Linked DNA regions of Sus scrofa: region 1 is linked to region 2. The links are chromatin contacts, called in public Hi-C maps. All regions are on one chromosome and are shown on one strand. The core of a region is the stretch at or near the end of the contact, and the rest is flanking DNA. Distances in the headings are between cores, read along the strand shown.

The links. A called contact is a pair of places that touch in the nucleus more often than the background predicts.
Region 1: a contact with region 2 is called in a Hi-C map of retroperitoneal adipose tissue, with 2.1 times the contacts expected there. The contact joins the enhancer-like site here to the promoter of ASAP1 in region 2. A contact is called at or near these places in 3 of 5 promoter capture datasets (fetal liver, fetal skeletal muscle and liver), 11 of 47 Hi-C or Micro-C datasets (alveolar macrophages, embryonic fibroblasts, fetal heart ventricle and 7 more) and 1 of 2 datasets of contacts at active chromatin or transcription factors (alveolar macrophages).

Annotation. Positions count from the first base shown.
Region 1 is chr4:10,335,604-10,343,235 of Sscrofa11.1, reverse strand. All of the region lies in intron 5 of ASAP1 (arf-GAP with SH3 domain, ANK repeat and PH domain-containing protein 1), which reads right to left. Among named protein-coding and RNA genes, the nearest start is that of FAM49B, 140 kb to the left of the region's middle. Within about 2 kb of position 1,940, at least 27 of the 83 cell types and tissues checked have an H3K27ac peak or open chromatin away from gene starts, as enhancers often do. A contact at or near this core is called in alveolar macrophages, fetal liver, liver and 2 more, where this site is marked.
Region 2 is chr4:10,099,211-10,106,173 of Sscrofa11.1, reverse strand. It overlaps ASAP1 (arf-GAP with SH3 domain, ANK repeat and PH domain-containing protein 1), which reads right to left and starts at 2,314. Exons shown (of 31, transcript XM_021088910.1): 1 at 2,086-2,314.

The DNA.
Region 1 (7,632 bases), core at 691-3,190, 240 kb before region 2:
AAGTCTCTTCTAGCATCAAAATGCTGTTCTGTGAGTCTCTTTCAAGTGGAATACTACTCGGTAGCCACATAACCACAAACACACAACGTTAAATCAAAAGCATTATTCATGGCACATAAAATTCACAGGATGAAAAGAACGCTATTTCAAATGCATTATTAGAACTTCCTTTTTTTTAAAAAAAAAACTTTTAATGTAAATCCTTAAAAGAAGAAAAAAAAAGAAAAACATGCTAAAATTTGCTCTTAGGCTTCCAGGAGTTCTGAATATTGGATGTACTTAAAACAAGGTACATCTGGGAGTTCCCGTCGTGGCGCAGCAGGCAATGGTTAAGAATCCCGACTAGGAACCATGACGCTGTGGGTTTGATCCCTGGCCTGGCTCAGTGGGTTAAGGATCTGGCATAGCCCTGAGCTGTGGTGTAGGTCACAGATGCGGCCTGGATCCCAAGTTGCTGTGGCTGTGGTGTAGGCCGGCGGCAACAGCTCCGATTCGACCCCTAGCCTGGGAACCTCCATATGCCGCAGGTGCGGCCCTAAAAGGACAAAGGAAACAGACAAAAACAAAAAACAAAAACAAACAAGGTGCATCGTACTGATGACTGTAAAATTCAAATCCTATAAAGGGAATTACTATTTAGTTATACAGTGAAATATTATATAACCTGTTAAAGTGATTTTGCAATTTTATTTGTACGGTCAAGGAGAGCTAACAAGCTTTAAAAGAAGTTTGCAAAATGTATGTATAACACAAAGTCTTTTAAAAAAACAAAACTGATTTAATAACAAAACCTGACCTGACCTGACCTGAATTCACTTTGTGGCTAGCCTGGACTTGAAATAAGTGGGACTCTTCATTTATCCTTCATGTAACTATTTACCTGAGAAGTCACTAGGGGGCGTTACATAACATAGGGCAATGCACACCCATTGCCGTTCTGAAATCTGTAAAATGCTGAATTTTGAAAAACATCTAACCCCAAGTGTTTTTTTTTCTTTTTTTTTCCTTGTCTTTTGTCTTTTTCAACCCAGGCTAGGGGTTGAAATAGAGCTATAGCTGCCGGCCTACACCACAGTAACACAGGATCCGAGCGGCGTCTGTGACCTACACCATAACTCTGTGACCTATACCATAGCGTATGGCAACACCAGATCCTTAACCCACTGAGCAAGGTCAGGGATAGAACCCACGTCCTCATGGATACCAATCCATGGGCTCGTTACTGCTGAGCCATGACGGGAACTCCTAACCCCAAGGGTTTTGAAGAAGAGACCATGGACTTGGATGACACGTGCACACATAATATGTGTATTTGTGTATAAATGATCAGCATCTGTGCCTAAATCTATGACACTGTTTCAGAGGAAAAACTGTACTATTAGTATTATCCTAAGTTTGCATTATGTAATGACTTTTAGTTTCTGACTTAAAATTTCCTTTTTCTTAAATTTGTATGAACACACACAACTTTCAGAATAGAAAGGAAAAAGAAAACCTCTTCCTTCTTACCCACCCTCCCAACCACGCGGACAGCTCTCATGTCACGAAACATCCCATAATACTAATGGGCAGCACAGCATTTCGGGACATGAGATCCCTGGCCTGAAACCTGCCAATTATGGATTACCATTTTGCAAGATGATGGGCGTTTTAAAATGTATGATAGAATCCAGAACACCCAGGGCCTACCAATTTACTACGGAGGGTATGCATGCTTTCAGCACTTTTCCGTGTTTCAAAGAACAACCTGAGCAATAATCTGTCTGCTGCAAATGGAGACCCAAACAGCACATTTCTAACTAGTCTCATGTGAAGGGAAAAGAAAAGAAATGAACCATTAAAAAAAAATCCTTAACCCCAACCACAATACCCTGCAGTCAGAGGTTGCAAACAGGAAATGCTGCGCAGCTGGAGAAATCTTTGCTTTGCTTCAGCAGCTCTGAAGCAATAACTGCCTTCTAACGCTTAACGGCGGTTCAGGCTCTGAAGCAAGCGAGAACTGTCCAAAGGCTCGTGGAAAAGCAGGCATCGGGCCGCGGAGTCCGGGCGGGACGAACACCCTCCTGGGCACCTCCCACTATTCCCAAAGAGCTTTTTCGCGTTTCTAAACCTGCTGCCACATTGGGGCTCTTGGGGTCTGGTTTAAATGGTTTTCCTCTGCCCATTGAGAATCTATTTCAATCCACCAATTACTCCTCTCCCATCCCGTTTGTGTGGTTCGGTAATAAAACGGATGCGATGCTCTGTTGACTCCTTAGCTTCTCCGCCAGGATCACAGGATGACGGCTTGACGCTGGGTACAGAGCAGACCCAGTGCTGTTTCGCAAGTATACTGCTTTCGTTGCAAGAGCGGACCAAAAAAGAAAGGACTAAAAATAATCTTGGTTCTGTGCATTTAGGCAAATGAAAAATAAAAAACACTGAGAAACAGCCAAAGTTCAAGATCACTGTTTCCTTCCTCCTTTTTTTTCCTTACAAGGAAGACCCTCACCATTAATGTATTAACTAAAGGGCGTCTGAAGCAGAAGGACCTGAATACATAAAGGCCTGGAAGCAAGACACAGCCTTTGCTCTGTCCGCAACCGACGCTGATCAGGAAGGCCTCTTTTATATAAGGGTGATTTCAGAGAGACTGGTAAGTCACCCAAAGAAATACCTCTCTCTCTCTTTTTTTTTTTTTTTGGGTCTTTTTGCCTTTTCTAGGGCCGCTCCCACGGCACATGGAGGTTCCCAGGCTAGGGGTGGAATCAGAGCTGTAGCCACCAGCCTACGCCAGAACCACAGCAACGTGGGATCCGAGCCACATCTGTGACCTACACCACAGCTCACGACAACGCCGGATCCTTAACCCACTGAGCGAGGCCAGGGATCGAACCCGCAACCTCTTGGTTCCTAGTCGGATTCGTTAACCACTGAACCATGACGGGAACTCCGAGAAATATTTCTTATAATTAAAAAAAGGCTACTATCTACTACGCAGACTATGAACCAAACCTATGAAAGATACTTGACATAAAACCCCAAGCCCTTAAAACCTCGCCATAAACATATTAAAAACATCAACAAAATAGGTCACGTCGGCTCCTTCTTGCCTCTCACCACTAAGAGGCAGTACTCTGCAGACAGAGTCAAACGGGACCAACGGATCCACTTCCAGGAGGAAACGGCTAAATGGCTTCACCTTCGGGAAGGGGGACCCCATAAAGGTCTTCAACTGGAGGGAAAAATTCGAAAGACTGGTTTAGAAAACCTCTAACAGTTAAAAGGAAGTAGAAAGTGGTCTAAAGGACTAGCAGAGAGGTGAGGAGTGAAGAGTCCGGCTTTTGCTCTGTACTTTTGTTTTACTCTCCCGTCTGTCGTGTGACTTTCTCCAACTTTCCCTCCCTCACGAGACTCTGATAACTTACATTCTTATTAACCTTATTATTTTGAAAAAAATTATAGATTCACACCCAAAAGTGGCAAAATAGTACAGAGAGGTTCTCTGTAGGTAGTCAACCCACTTCTCTGAATAGGCTACATGGGCTATAAACCACGTTATCAAAACCCAGAAATCAACCCTGGCATGAGACAAATAATAAACTACAGACCTTATCTGAATTTCACCAGCTTTTATGTGCGCATATTTTCTGGTATATTTGTGTATATTTCTAGGACATTTTACCACATGTATAGATACAGCACAACTGCCCCCCAGTCAAGACACAGAACTGTCCTAGGAACTCACTTGGGTTACGCCTCTACGGTCACACCCCTGCCCTCTCCTCCAACCTGGTAACCACTGGTCTGTTCTCTAGCTCTGTAATTTTGGATGCTCTAGATTCACATCAGAAAAATACATAAATGGCAAAGTCATCTTGTTAAAATATGACTGTTTTGCGGAACTTCTTGCTTTCGCTTTAAGACATCAGCAGCCCACAGTGGGAGGACACGAAAGAAAGAGACAAAAGACTCTCCTGTACGTACTTGGGTTGTCCTGCTGGACAGGCAAGTTCTCCGCTCCTACTCCTGTCCCAGCACCTGGCTTGCCAGGGGCTGACGGGCAAGCAGATGGCCCAGCACTGGGACGAGCGCTAACCTGCCAGGGGTGAGGGGTCCTTCAGAAGGGCTCTCTGGAAAGTCACATGCTCTCCAACTTCTGAGTCTATAACTTGTCCCCAGCCGGGAAAGTGCACATGCTCTAAGGCCAACAGTAAGTGAAAGCCACCTCAGTGCAAAGTTGCTTAGGACATGAGATTTCCTCTATCTGGGGGGAAAAGCGCAGAAAAAGAGGACCAGAAAGACAAACCCTGGGAGGTCCCATTGTGGCACAGCAGAAACGGAATCCAACTAGTATTCACAGGGATACAGGTTCAATCCTTGGCCTGGCTCAGTGGGTAGGGGATCTGGCGTTGCCGTGAGCTGTGGTGCAGGCCGGCAGCTGTAGCTCCAACTGGACCCATAGCCTGGGAACTTAACTAAACTGCAGGTGTGGCCCTGAAAATCCAAAAAAAAAAAAAAAAAAAAAAAAAAAAAAAGACAAACCCAAAACAGCAATGCTGGTCATCTCAGGGTAAGAAGGATGCAAAAGAGAACCTGGAATTTGCTCTTTGTATTCTGAAATTTCCCCACTAGGAGTGTTCTTTCTTACAATCGGAGAAGAAAGAAAGTCCCTGCAGCGGCTGTTGATGGCGCAGGAGTATTCTCATTGACGCAATCTACTGATACGGTAGTGATCCACTGTGTGTGACTCAAAGACCTGGCAATTTCCACAATTTCTCCCCTTGGGGGTAGACTCTGATCCTCACGCAAGAGACAGGGGAGGAAGGGAGGCACGCCCCGCCCCACCCCTTCCAGAGAGGACACTCATGCTGGTGAGTTAGGCGACCACGTTAATCCACTTAGCAGGGCTGGACTCACAGCAAAGCCTTTGGTTTCTGATGCCAGCGGTTCTCAAGGGCTCAAGGTCAAAAGCATTTTCACAGCAAAATGCTAAAAGCTTTTTATCTGACCTTTTCACTGTCTTCACATGTGCACTGATAGTGCACAAATAATGGAGTAAAACTCTGGTGCCCTGGTGTGGTGTAAGGCACTGCCACAAACTTGTCACTGTATTCATCTCGGTCATGCTCTTACGATTTAATTAAAAACCCAAAACAGAGTTCCCGTCGTGGCACAGTGGTTAACGAATCCGACTAGGAACCATGAGGTTGTGGGTTCGATCCCTGCCCTTGCTCAGTGGGTTAACGATCCGGCGTTGCCGTGAGCTGTGGTGTAGGTCGCAGATGCGGCTCAGATCCTGTGTGGCTGTGGCTCTGGCGTAGGCTGGTGGCTACAGCTCCGATTAGACCCCTAGCCTGGGAACCTCCATATGCCGCAGGAGCGGCCCAAGAAATGGCAAAAAGACAAAAAAAAACCAAACAAACAAACCCCAAAACAAGCTGTTTCCCTTTAAGAATGCCCATGAAGAAATGTAAAAAAATGACTGACTGTACTACATATTGATCCGAGCATATCTTTTTAATACTCCTTTTGAGGACACAGGATGCATCAGAAGCAGAGAACTTCCAAGGCATAACAAGATATGATGTCGTCTTGAGAAAAAAGCACAGATGCAGTTTTTCTAGTTTCAGAATGAACTAGCTGGTTTTGTTAGTTTTCAAGTGGAACGCCATTTTTTTTCTTTGAAAAAATGACTGACAATATTGAGACTTGGGTATTTGGCAAACACTGTCTTGAAAACGAATTACTTGTCACAACACAGTACACAAGTGACAGAACTTGTTGCTAACAATAAAACTGGAGTTTTCAGGAGGTCCTGATGTGGCTCAGCAGTAACGAACCCGACTAGTGTCCATAAGGATGCAGGTCTGATCCCTGGCTCTACCCAGTGGGTTAAGGATCCGGCACTGCCGTGAGCCGTGGTGTAGGACAGCAGCTGCAGCTTGGATTAGATCCCTAGCCTAGGAACTTTCATATGCTGCAGTATGGTCCTAAAAAGATCTGCCCCCCCAAAAAAGAAAAAAAAAAACAAAAACATAATGGAGCTTTCAGAGAAAAGTTAAAATTTTGGAAAACTTCAATCACCATGAGCTTGACAATTTCCAAATCCTTAAAATCCATGTATATGGTTGCAGATTCATACTGCTACCAACTTTTAAGAAACCCCCATCAAGTTTTGACGTAGTATCAGAGAAAAATATTGATAATTATCCAAAAAGGCTCACTTTAAAGTACTTTTCTCTCTTCCCAATATACAGAGCTATATGAGTGTAGTTTTTGGGTCTACTTCCGCCAAAATAACATACTGCAACATAATGAATGAATACATTAAAAAGGTCTCTCAGTTTTATATTCTCAAATAGTAAATATGGATAGAAGCAGTCCATGTCAACAAAAACTCTTTGGTGTCCTCCACCATTTTTAAGATTGCGGATCTAACACCCAACAGTTTGAGAGCTACTGGCTAACACTCTTCCAACACAACATGTGTAAGTCACCAAAGAGAGAAGCCAAAGAGAAAAAAGCAGAGGAGAAAGTCTCTGCAAGCTAAAGACAAACAGGAGCTGGAGGAGTACTGGTACAGGTTCCAGTCTTTATGTCAGATGGGCCGTCCTCACGCACAGTCTACCAAGGCAATGCCGGAGTTCCCTTTGGCGCAGCGGTGGTGGCGCAGCGGTAATGAATGTGGGTTTGATCCCTGGCCTCACCCAGAGGGTTAAGGATCCGGTGTTGCCATGAGCGTGGTATAGGTTGAAGACGTGGCTCAGATGCTGCGTGGCTGTGGCTGTAGCTCTGATTTGACCCCTAGCCTGGGAACTCCCACATGTTTCTGGTGCGGCCTTAAAGGGAAAAAAAAAAAGGCAATGTCACTACCTTGTGTAATGTCTGGGGCAGGGTGCTGAATCCACACGTGCAAGACCCGAGGTCAGGGAACCTGAGCTCAAGCCCCAATCCCAGCCCCACCCCCGGCACATCATTTCTTTGAAGATTTGAGGCACTTCTTTGTAACGTGGAACACGCCTATCCAAACTGGCCATGACACTGGGAGCTGCCACAGAGATCAAGTGAGAGGACCTGAATTGATGAAAGCTTGCGTTTGTCAAGCAAATTCCATTTGTCAGCTACTGTGCTTAGTGATTCACTTCCAGGATCTCAACGAAGTCCCACCACTACCTAGAAACAGACACTACGATTTCTTTTTACAGATAAGGAAACCGGCATTGGAGAAGGTAAGTGACTTGCCTTAGGCCAGAAGCTGGAAGTTGGGAGCTGGGATTCCAGGTCTGATTGAGACTCAAACCTACATTCCTCCCACAGTTTCATAGCCTCTCCCATCCTAGATCATGAGGTGAAAGAACTTTTTATAAAAACCACTTTCTAGTAAGGGGAGGGCAAGAGCAAGTTGGGTGACACCCGGCCTGGAGCCCGACCGGGGTGCGGTCCCGGCCCAGCGGCCTCGATGGCAAGACGATTGTTGGTGACAAGTTAGAAGCTGGTGACTAACATCATACGGGCTGAAGCTGGCTTTTAACAGCAGTATCTGCCCGCGAGAGATTTCACAGAACATCCCTCTGGATCATCACACCTTCCACAGTCACGGGACGTTTAGAAAATCAAACATCTGGAGTTCCCGTCGTGGCGCAGTGGTTG
Region 2 (6,963 bases), core at 1,065-3,564:
CCACTCGGAGCTCTCATAGGGAGAAAAATAGATGGGCTGCCTCACTCACAAGATACAGGGGGGCTGGAAATCAAGTGTAGAGAATATCATACGGTACGTTATGTGCTAAAATACTGCCCCTTTTGGGGCTTGGGAGTTTCTATTTCTTACAAAAGAATGGGATAGAGAACGGCAATTCCCTATATAATAAGCCGCCCATTTTATATTGCAAATCCATTTGGCGGCTGAAGCTCCAAATCCATTTAGTGGCTGAACAGTAGAGGTTAGGGAATTTTTTCTTTATCTCAAAATATGCGGTTTGAGATAACGGCATATCTCAAAAATAGCAGCAATAACAGATAAGACAGAACAAGAGAAGGCACTAAAATGATGTAGGTTATAAAGCCAAGAAGGCGTATTGCCAAAGATTCCAGAGCTGACATACCCTAAACTGACATTAGTAAGAGGAGCACTAGACTGGGAGGCTAAAGCCTGGTCACATGACTTTGCAGGATCTCCATCACCTCTCCCAGCCTCATCTGGAGAAGGAGAAGGAGCTCCCCGCTGTAGAGCACAGGGAATTATATCTAATCACTTGTGATGGAACATGATGGAGGATAATGGGAAAAAAGAATGCATATAAATGTCTAACTGGGTCACTTTCGCTGTATAGCCGCCATTGACAGAACATTGTTAATTAACTATAATAACAAAACATTTATTTATTTATTTGTCTTTTTGCTATTTCTTGGGCCACTCCCGCGCAGCATATGGAGGTTCCCAGGCTAGGGGTTGAATCGGAGCTGCAGCTGCCAGCCTACGCCAGTGCCACAGCAACGCAGGATCCTAGCCGCATCTGCGACCTACACCACAGCTCAAGGCAACACCAGATCCTTAACCCACTGAGCAAGGGCAGGGATCGAACCCACAACCTCATGGTTCCTAGTCGGATTCATTAACCACTGAGCCACGACAGGAACTCCGACAAAACATTTTTTTAAAAAAGAAGGAGCTGAAACAACTGTTCTCAGGGACGCTTTTTCTTTCTGAGCTGTGGAGATGTGACGCTTCCAGAAGACCTGCATCTTCTTGCTATAAGATGAACCTCCAACTGCAAAGTGCAAAGGCCTGGGGCTGAGGTTTGATGGAGAGCGAAAACTGGCCTCCATACTGAATTATGTTTTACAATCCCCAAACATTACTCAGCAAACCGTGCCCCGCTGTCATCCCAGAATCCATTCTGCCAAGACAACCTGACCGAGTCTAGGGGGAAAAAAGTGGGAGAAAGTTCTTGTTCTTTCTGATTTGTGCAGGTAAAGCTGAGGTCACGCGGCCGATGGGCTGAACTTGGCTCTCCATCCCCCTGCGCTAGTGGAAAAATAAATTATTAAAGGAAACCGCTTTAGGAATGCCAGAGAGCAACTCTCGGGATGTATGAAACCGCAGAATGCCAGACGCCAGTGAGTTTCTTTTTTTCTTTGAAACTTCACGTCGCTCTCCGAAAATGCAGCAGGTCCCAAAATGGTACAAGCACAAACACCAGCCACTTTCCTGTCTTCCCGTCAACAACCCCCAAATCTCGAGTGGGAATGTTTTCGTTCGCTTGAAGCAAGTGGCCTGGGGCCTGCGTGGCAGCGCCGAGTCCCAGCCGGGGCCGGGGGCCGGGGGCCGGGGGCTCGGGGCCGGGCCGGCCGCTCCAGGAACGGCGGGGAACTTTGCTCCGCCGCGCCAGGGAGACAATGCCGCGGCCAGCGCCCGCGCCTGCAGCCGGGAGGGCGCCCCATCCGCCGGCCCCGGCCCCCGGGCGCGCTGCCCGGGCTCCTCTCCGGGAGGGCGCGCGGAGCCCCCCCCGCCGCCCCGAGCGGCCTCACCCCCGCATCCCTGGGGCGCGGACCCCCCTGGACCGCCGAGCCCGGCCCTGCGGAGCCCGCGGCCGGCGCCCTCCCCGCGCACCAGGCACCCCGCCGCGGAGTCCGGACCCGCCCGGCGCCCTGTGCCGGCTCCTCTCCGAGCGGGGGCCGGGCAGGGGGCGCCGAAGACCCAGGACCCTCCCACCCCCCACCGCGCGCGGCCCCGCCGAGCCCGTCCGGGCGCCCCGCGACTCACCGGGACCGGGCGGGCCGCTGGGCATTATTCCATCGCGGGCTTGGCGCCGGCTTCTCGGCGGCGGCGCAGACGCCCGCGCCCCGGCTCCCCTCGGCCGGCCGATCGTGGCTCTCGGAGCGGAAAGCGGGCGGCGGCCGGAGCAGCCGGCGGGGCGGGAGGCGCGGGCCGGGGGCTGCCGGAGCGCGGAGTGCCGGCCCGTGGCGGCGGCGGCGGCGGCAGCGGCGAGGCGCGGGAGCCGAGCGCGGCGCAGGAAGGGGCGGGCGACCATGTGCCGAGGGGAGGAGGCCGCAGCGACGCGCGCGGCTCGGACGATCCCGCTCGGCGGCGGAGGGCGCGGGTTTCAGGAAATCCAAACACTTCGACAGGAAATCGGAATCCTGACTAAGCATTCCCGGCCCCGCGGCCGCCCCACGCCGGGGGCTCCCGCCTCGCTTAACCCTTGGCCCGCCGGCACGCTGGCCGGGGGCAGGCGGGGTCTCTGACCCCGGCCTGGACCTGAGAGCTGGACTGGGGTCGGGCGACCTGCTCCTTGGGCCTCACACCGGCCCTGGCCTGCCTCCCCCTCTCTCAGAGGGGGAAGCGGTGGGATTTGTCCCGATCAAACCTTGGCCTTGGGAGGTGCCTTTCTCTGGCCCTCCGACACCCGGGAATGGCCTTGGCCCCGCTTGCATCTGCGGAGGATGAACTTGCAATCTCCCGGCCATTTCCCCGCTTTTTCCTAAAAGAAACGACTTTACCTGGCTGCCCCCTTTCTCTGCTTCCGCCCTGCTAGTTTCCTCAGTTTTACCCGGGACCAGGTGGCATGGACTTTCCAGGTCAAGGTAGTATAGGAATAGTTTGGAGGTTAATAGTGCGGACTTTGGGCTCAGACCTGGGATGGAAGCTGGACTTTGCCCCTTTTTTTCATAACTCTGTTACCTTGGGTAAGTCCCTTAACTTCTCTGAGCCTCTGGTTCCTCACATGTGAAATGAGGTAGTAATACCGCCCTCAAATCAAATCAGTGAGGTTTGATTCGAAAACCGAGCGTCTAGTCAGGGGACTGACTGCATTCTAAGTGCTCAAATAAATGATAGCCATGATTGTCTTTATTACCAAAAGAGACGTCAGAGAAAGGAAAGTTTTAACTGGTGAGGGGTGTGCTGTGCCCTCTATAGCCACAAAGCCTCAAAATTTCATTTCCCTCCGTGTCACCCAGTGACTGTTTTTCTCTGCAGCATTTCAGACACTGCTCTCTGCAGAGGAAAAGGTTAGTGGCTATGGCAGACCCCCTTCTGGTGAAATCTGAAACTCAGCAAACCTTGCAGAAGTTGGTATTTTGCTCTTAATCGGGAGCGTCAGGACGAGGTGGGGGGTTGTTAAAAAGTCCAGGGAGGCTTTACAAAGCCTCTTACTTTTGAGAAAACCAAAGTAAATCTTCATCCAGTCAGGCCTGGACTAGGTGGCCAGTGGGAGTGATTCATTGTGGTTTCCCACGGAAATGCCACATTTGGGGGTTTTCTACCTGGAGAATGCAGCTTGGTGGTTTTGCTATAAGTGTTTCACATTCCCTTGAAACCCATTCTGACTTTGAAGAGGGAACAACATACCCATGAGTGAAAACCAAAGCTTGAAATGAGCCAGCTAGGCACTGAAAGTTACCTATCAACTCTAAGCAAGGACAAGACATCAGTTTTAGACCCAGTCTCTTTTCTGTAACTCTTTTTCAGTGGTCAGAAGCAGTGGGACAGCCTCCTGATTTGGGCCCAGGAATCCAGCGTCCTGCCCCAGGCCCTTTGCAGCTGCTGTTCCCTCTGCCTGCAAGAATCTCTATGTGGCTGTTGGTGGCACTTAGCTCACAGCTCAGAAGTCAAGTCCTCAATAGGAGCTTTCCAACCATTGATTCTACTTGTCTTTCTTTTTCATATGGAGGTTCCCAGGCTAGGCGTCGAATCAGAGCTGCAGGCGCTGGCCTAAGCCACAGCCACAGCAACTCAGGATCTGAGCCAGGTCTGCAACCTACACCACAGCTCATGGCAACGCCAGATCCTTAACCCACTGAGCAGGGCCGGGGATCGAACCCATGTCCTCATGGATGCTAGTCGTGTTCATTAACCACTGAGCCAAGACGGAAACTCCTGGTTCTAGTTGTCTTTGACACTCACCTCTCCCACACATCACATGCCCCGCTTCATTGCTTTGCAGTCCTTGTCACGGTTTAATTTTTCCTGTTTATTTGGTTGGTTGTTCATCATCCGTCTCCCCCTACATGGGTGAGCTGCCTTAGGGCCGGATTTCTCCTTGTCTCCATCGCATCTGTATCCTGGTGCCAAAAACAGTGCTGGTCCACAGGAAACCCTCCATAAAGACATGTCCAGTGAATGAAAGGGGCAAACAGGGTGAGAGTCGCAGGTTCACTCTGTCCCTTAGCTTCCTGTATCTTCCAGTTTGGCCGGGAGGCTTTCAAAAGGGAAAGCCCAGTGTAATGGAAGAAGCGCCAGACGGCTCTATTAAAGGATCTGGAAAGTTAAAGCTGTAAGTAATTAAGACTGTCAGAGGACATAATTTCGGTCTCCTTGGTACAGTCCCAGTTAATTGCGTCCTCCTTTGTGCTCCCCCAGCACGTCTGTTCGTGTAAAGAACGTATCCATCACATTCTACGCTTGCGAAGTGAGTGCGCTCCTCGGTCAGACTGCAAACTCTGAGTTGGAGGGAAAGGAGAGGAGCCTGTGTTTATTGTCCCCTTATTCTCAGGGGGCCCCTGAGCATGCAAATTGAATGAATTTAAAGTCATTAAAAGGCATTGGTGGAGGAGTTCCCATCGTGGTTCAGCAGAAACAGATCTGACTAGCATCCATGAGGACGCAGAATCGATCCCTGGCCTCACTCAGTGGGTTAAGGATCTGGCGTTGCCGTGAGCTGAGGTGTAGGTCACAGAAGCAGCTCGCATCTGGCATTGCTGTGGCTCTGGCATAGGCCGGCGGCTATAGATCTAATTGGACCCCTAGCCTGGGAACCTCCATATGCTGCAGGTGTGGCCCTAAAAAACAAACAACAACAACAAAACAAACAAGAAATAAATAAAAGGCATTGGTGGGGTTCCCTTGTGACACAGCAGGTTGTCACTGTGGCTGGGGTTTTATCCCTGGCCAGGGAACTTCCAAGGGCGTGGCCAAAACCAACCAAACAAAAAAGCATTGGTTAAGAGCCCATAATGTGCTCAAAATCTTTCTGGGCAATAGATTTGCACAGATGAACTGAGAAAGACAGACAAGAGAGTTCTATTTAGAAAGCAGAGAGATGATTGCTCTTATAGAGGTATGCCCAGGGGTATCATGGGAGAGTTTTCCTAAATCAGTAGGAATCTTTGCTGGTGATGCTCCACTCTCTGCCCCTGGACCCAGCTTTGAGCTCACCTGCACCTGCAGTTTGGTGCCACCTGTCCAGAGCACTGTTCACCCAAAGCATGGGTTCGTCTTCTCCTCTCTGCCTGGGGCCTTTCTTCAGGGCTGTGAGATCTTGCCCAGACATGCCTAACAGGCTCCGGGCAGCTTCTAACCACTCAGTGGATAAATGTCCAGCCTCCCATCCCTAAGGGGGAATAGTCTCTCTTTTTTTAGGGCTGCAGGTACTGCTTATGGAAGTTCCCAGACTAAGGGGTTGAATGAGAGCTACAGCTGCCGGCCTGCACCACAGCCACAGCCATGCCAGATCCAAGCTGAGTCTGACCTACACCACAGCTCATGTTACGCTGGATCCTTAACCCACTGATTGAGGCCAGGGATCGAACCTGAATCCTCATAGATACTAGTCAAGCTCGTTTCCACTGAGCCACAAAGTGAACTCCAGGGAGAACAAAGCAAACTCCAGGGAGAACAATCTTAAAGTGCTTCCAACCCAGTGCTTCCCAGAGCTTCCCAGGGGAATTGAGTCCCATTTCCACCCACTCATAACCCTCTCATCAATTCACTATTATTTCTCTCTTCCCTCCCTCACTTTCTCACTCTTTCCTTTCCTCTGCCTGGAATCAATTACCCCCCCCCCCCCATAAACTAGCTGCACCTAATTCCTTCTTGCAAGGCTTGTTTCCAGGACACCCAAACCAGGTCAGCATTCATTCATTTATTCGCAGATACTGACCTGGCACCCCTTCTGTGTCTGAGCAAAGACCGAGCCTTAGGAGGTCCCGTCGTGCCTCAGCGGTTAGCGAACCCAACCAGCATCCATGAGGCCACAGGTTTGATCCCTGGCCTCGCTCATTGGGTTAAGGATCTGACGTGGCCATGAGCTGTGGTGTAGGTCGGCAGCTACAGCTCCAATTTGATCTGTAGCCCGGGAATCTCCATATGCAGCAGGTGCAGCCTTAAAAAGTCGCACACACAAAAAAAAGACTGAGCCTTAGTAGAAGCACATGATATATTTGAGTAGCTCTACAAGGTTCGGCGTGGTCTGAGGCAACAGTGCCTATCAGTCACGGGAAGTTTTGAGACTGAAATGCTTTGCCCCATGTTACACTTGGGGAAACTGAAGCCCAGGAGGGTTGAGCAACTGGCCCACAACCAAGCTTTTGGTTCATAGACAAGTTTTGGATGCAGGCTTTTAACCACCTGACCCCGTACTCCGTGTCCTGGTGGTTAAAGCTATGGGTGCAGATGGAAGATGATCACCCATAGGGAATGTGTGGAGAGGGAAGGTCCCAAGATCAAGGTTGAACCCTGAGGGCCGCCGTAGGCAGCAGAGGAAGAGGTGTCCACAGGAGTTCCCCATGATGCAATGGGCCATGGGCATCTCTTCAATGCCAAGATACAGGTTCAAGCCCCAACCCTGGCACAGTGGGTTGCCACATAGGTCGAAACTGCAGCTCAGATTGATCCCTGGCTAGGGAGCTCCATATGTTTCGA